Regions from separate parts of the Hordeum vulgare genome. Here region 2 is linked to region 1. Evidence: chromatin contacts called from public Hi-C data. All regions are on one chromosome and are shown on one strand. Each heading gives the region's core, a stretch centred on a gene start, on an enhancer-like site or on the middle of the called end of the contact. The rest is flanking DNA. Distances are from core to core; before and after follow the strand shown.

Region 1 (2,696 bases), core at 55-2,554:
CCCCCCCTCCTAAGATAAGAGTTTGGCTATCAAACATTTCCCAAATCCATGTTCCATATGTTTCTACTCAACGACAGTTAAATGTCAATTTAAACAAGATGTTTATTTTTTTAATCACATGTTTCTTAAATACAAGATCTACAAATTTAATACATTTGTTTTGATAAAAAATGAGCGACTATATCACAGGCATTTTAGTATTACACTGTCAACACATTTCAAAATACTTGATGACCCAAATTTCTTAAGGAAATATATATTTAGTATGCAATTAACAATTTTTGAAATACAAAATGATTATTTTCTAATATGATTTTTTGGTTTTTCATTTTCTATGTATTTTATTGGGCTTCTCGTTTTCTTGTTTGGTCGATTTTTATCAATTTCTTTTTGTTCAACATATGATAATTTTTTGGTACATGTTAACATTTTGAAATGCATGATTATCATTTTATGATAACTTACATTTTTAATGTTCGTCTTTTCCCATAAATATTGTATAATTTTGGTATATATCCAGTACATTTTCAATACAATCTTATATTTTTTAAATACAATATTTACATTTTATAATACCCTGTTCAACAATTGATAAGTTTTTAGAACAGATTCAACATTTTGAAATGCATGACTATCATTTTATGATAACTTTCATTTTTAATGTTTACCTTTTCCCATACATATTGTATAATTTTGGTATATATATAATACATTTTTAATACAAGTTTAATTGTTTTGAAATACAAGATTAACATTTTCATAATACCTAGTCATCGTTTTTTCTATACACATTGAACATTTTTCAAATTTTCATGAACCATCTTTTAACACATGGTAAACATTTATTTTGTAGCTATTTAATATTTTTGAAATGCGTCTTTGACATTTTTGACGTATACGTTCCAACATTTTTTCAAATGCATGATTATAATTTTTTTACAAGATGATCGATTTTTTCATACATATTTTATATTCCTTTATACATATTTTGAATATATGGAAAACATTTTCTCTTCACATATACTCCCTCTGTCCCACAATAAGTGGCGCAAATTTAATACTAAGTTAGTACAAATTTTATACTAAAACAGCGACACTTTTTTTAGGACGGAGGGAGTAAAACCAAAAGTTACAAAAATAAAGAAAAAAGAGAAAACAAAAATCGTGAATAAAAATGAGGTGACCTACGGCCTCGCGTGTACCTCTGTTAGCGCATCTTGCGCTCGTCTTCAGTCAAGGCTTCCCTATGTTTTGCTCTAAGCGAGAAACAAGGGCGGCCCCAAGACTAATCCTGGTGACACAGGGTGTTCCTATGCAGCACCTTCAGCGCCGCGAATGGGAACTGGCACTTACAGCAGTCCATTGTGGGCCGGCTCACGAAAGTGACACAGACGCGAATTCTATTCTGTAGCAAAAAAAATAACCAACAAATAGCCATTTTCCTGGAAAACGTGACTGTTTTTGGAAAAATGTGAACAAGAGTTGAAAATTCTTAGATTTTAAAAAAGTTACAAGCATGTACAAAAAAATCAAGTATTAAAAAAAGGTTCACGAAATTAAAAGAAGTTCATGTATTCAAAAAAACATGAAGTTTAACAAGTTCATGAATTTGAGAAAAGTTCATCGAAGATATAAATAAGTTCATACAATTTGAGAAAAGTTCATCGAAGTTAAAAATAAGTTCATCAATTTTTAAAAACGTTCATCACATTTGGAAAAAGTTCATCGATTTGAAAAAATGCTTCACCAAACTTGCAAAAAGTTCATCGAATTTGATAAGCAATCATCAAACTTGAAAAAAGTTCACTGAATTTGAAAACATTTCACCAAATTATAAAAAAAATATCATCAAACTAGAAAATAGTTCATCATTTAAAAAAAAATCATCAAATCGGAAAATAGTTCATCATTTTTTTAAATCATCGAATCTGAAAATAATTCATTGAATTTTAAAAAAAATCATCAGATTTGAAAAAAGTTCATTGAACTTGAAAAAAAGTTAACTGGATTTGAAAAAATTTCACCAAATGATAAAAAGAGTTCATCAAATTAGAAAAAAGTTCATAATTTTTTTAAAGAAATCATCGAATCTGAAAATAGTTCATCAAATTTGAAAAAACGTTGATCAAATTTTTAAAAAAAATCATCTAACGTGAAAACTATTCAACGAAATTGAAAAATAAAAAAAATTGGAAAAAAAATCACCCAATTTGAAAATAGTTTATCAAGTTTGAAAAAACTACATCAAATGTTTAAAAATGTTCATCGAATTTGAAAAAACGTACAAAAAATTTGAAAAAAATCATCGATTTTGAAGAAAAAAAATTCATGAATTTAAAACAAAATCATCGAATGAGAAAGAAGGAGGAAAAAAAGAAAACAGAAAAAATAGAAAGAAAAAAAATGAAAAGGGAACAAATGAAAAAACCGAAGGGAAAAAGATAAACCGAAGAAAACCAGTCCTTGAAAAAACTAAATGAAAAATCACATCTAAAAAGCTTCTGGAACCTTCACAAAACTTGAACCCCCCTCCCCCTGATGGGCTAGCCCATGACCGAACGCTGCACGCGCCGGATAAAGAAAATGCACTCTAACCGGCGCGTGCAACGCCAAATAGAAAAACGCGGTGAGACATGCTTTCAATTTCCAAGATGGGCCGCTCTTCCAAGCAAACCTATTCGGCATCTTCAGCGCCC
Region 2 (2,696 bases), core at 142-2,641, 510 kb before region 1:
CTCGCCGCCAAACACCACTCTGGTAAACCCTCGTCTATGGCCAGGTAGGATCACCATGACTCCTCACGGCAGAAGCACACACGAGGATGTAAAGATTCTGGCGGCAATCGCCTGAAGATATCGAAACCCTAGGGTTTTCGCCTAAGGGAATATCCCGAGGGAGCTCCAATTTTGCATGCTCGGAAACCATCCAAATCCCAACCAGCGCTCCTAACACAGGCCCTTTTGGGTCGGCCCATGTATGGAGCGGGAAGCCCCCTATTTTTATAATGTCGTTTTTCTTGCTTTTGTTTTTTCTTTTCTGCGCATTTCTTGTTTCAACTAATTCAGGATTTCCAAAAAAATGTGAGATTTATTACAAAAGAATCGAAAAATGTTCACGAAGACCACTAAATATTCATGGATTCAAAATATGTCTCCATTTCATAAAAATGTTCATATATTAAAAAAATCTTTATGTTTTTTAAAATGTTCACACAAAAAAAAATTCAGGATATTTAAAAACATGTTCTCATATTCAGAGAAGTTCATCAATTTGAAAACAGATGTTTGAGAATTCAAAGAATAAACAAGGGAGATTCTTAAAATCTTCAGAAAAGCAAAACTAAAAAATGAAATTCAAAATTATTCATCACTTCAAAAATGTTCACTGACTAAACAAATGTTCATAGATTAAAAAAATTAGTTGTCAAAACAAAACAAAGTCAATGAATTTAAAAAAACAGTCCTACGTTTGAAAAAAATTCATGAGATCCAAAAAATGTTCGGAATTATGAAATTTGTTCGCACTTTGAAAATTGTGGTCTGTTGTAATTTTTTTGCAAATTTAAAAGAAAATCTAAGTTTAGAAAGGTAAAAACTTACCGACGGATTATAACGGCCGCGGCCGCCACCTTCTTTACATGACGGGCGTCTTTCGAACACGTTTGTGCAACATAGGATTTGTTTCAGAAGCATATACCATGTTACGGTGGTCTACAATAATACTATATTTTGCAACAAAATATCTATAACAAATACAATTCGGTAAAAGACCTGAGTTACAAAAAAATCGCATCAAAACCTCAATTGCAAGTTTTGTTTTCGCAACAAAGCAGTTGCTGCAAAAAACTTCTACAACAAAACCTATATTACAGAAATAATTTTGCAACAAGACCTATGTTGCATTAATAGAGGCCAAAGGAACATAGAATTTCTAAAAGGGAAAGAAAATAAAGACAAATGGATAATCAGAAAAAAGGTACAAAACATTGTTTTTAGTAAAATGATCTGAAAAGGTTTTAGAATCTTCACTAAACCGGAAAGGTATAGGTGGGCCAGCCCAAGCTTACGGAAAAAGGATCCTGGGTATGCGCTCCTATTTGTGACCTCCTATCCGCCGCTTGTTGCGGGAACTGCCGAGCGGACGCACAGGGGTCGCCCCGACTAGGCCGACCCAAGTTAGCCACCAGTAGCGAATGTAGAGACCATAAAAAAAAGTTAGCGACCAGCAGTTGAAAAATCTGAAACATTTCAGTAAAATTATCAGAATATTTGTTCTAAATTTTAGCACATTTTTTCAAAATTTGGAACATTTTTTTAAATGACGGAATATTTTTTCAAATACAAAACATTTTTTCGAATTCTGGAACATATTTTAAAATTCCTGAAAAACAAATCTGGAACATTATTTCAAATTCCGAAACATTTTTCAAATTTTAAGACATTTTTCAAATTCTGGAACATTTTTTTAAATTCTGGAACATTGTTCAAATTTTCGAACCTTTTTTCAAATTTCAAAACATTTCTTTTGAAAAATTGTAAACATTTTAATAAAAATAACAAAAGGTTTTTTAAAATTTCAGAACATTTTTTAAGTTTCGGAACATTTTTTCGAATCCGAAACATTTTTTCAAATTATAAAACATTTTTTTAAATACCTGATATTTTTTTAAAATTCTGAATCATTTTTCGAATTTTGGAACAATTTTCAAATTACGATACATTTTTTGAAATTCTGAAACATTCTTTCAAATTTCAGAACATTTGTTAAAAATCCAGAACATTTTTAAAACAAAAACAGAGAAAAAAGAAAAAAAAGAAAAAAGAAAACAAAAAAAAACCGGTTCAGGGAATCTTCGAGGAAGTTCCTGGGCCGGTCCATTACCAAACGCAGCTTGGGAGCTTGCGAACCCTCGACATTAAGGACAGTAAAACTGCACCTATTCCGTGCCCTCTCAGGCCATTAAATGTCTGAACCGTTCGTTTTCAAGATTCCACTGTTTTTGGCCGTTGGATGCACCTGAATCTCTCTTTGCTCTGAACGTGACCACGACCTGGGCTTGCTGCCCGAAGGGCAGCTATTCCCGTAGCTTTTTCGGACCATTGTGGTTAATTAGGCCACGCAGCCCATCTAGTGAAGCCGTCGAGACAAAATAGCGCTGGAAAAAATCTGCTGCGAACAATGGGGTCGTGCTCCTTTCTCCTTAACCCTAACCATCCCAGGCAGCGGCGGGGAAGTTCCCGTGGACGAAAGAGACGGGAGCGTACATGACAGAAAGGTCGAGCGAAGCACTCCAACGCACGACGTTGACCTCGACGAGCATGTCGATTCGTCGTGTGATGTCGTTCGCTAGGGTGCGGATCGATGGGATGTCCTTGCAGGCAAAGCCAATGGACGATGATAGGGGAATCCAATCGTCGCTTGTAGATTCGAC

The links. Hi-C and Micro-C count contacts between places; a contact is called where the count stands out from the background.
Region 2: a contact with region 1 is called in a Hi-C map of leaf, with 2.8 times the contacts expected there. The contact joins two enhancer-like sites. A contact is called at or near these places in 4 of 6 Hi-C or Micro-C datasets (leaf and seedling).

What each region holds. Positions count from the first base shown.
Region 1 is chr3H:104,648,894-104,651,589 of MorexV3_pseudomolecules_assembly, reverse strand. No RefSeq gene overlaps it. Among protein-coding and RNA genes, the nearest start is that of LOC123443138, 110 kb to the right of the region's middle. Within about 2 kb of position 1,304, at least 2 of the 3 cell types and tissues checked have open chromatin away from gene starts, as enhancers often do. A contact at or near this core is called in leaf, where this site is marked.
Region 2 is chr3H:105,163,061-105,165,756 of MorexV3_pseudomolecules_assembly, reverse strand. No RefSeq gene overlaps it. Among protein-coding and RNA genes, the nearest start is that of LOC123439623, 48 kb to the left of the region's middle. Within about 2 kb of position 1,391, at least 2 of the 3 cell types and tissues checked have open chromatin away from gene starts, as enhancers often do. A contact at or near this core is called in leaf, where this site is marked.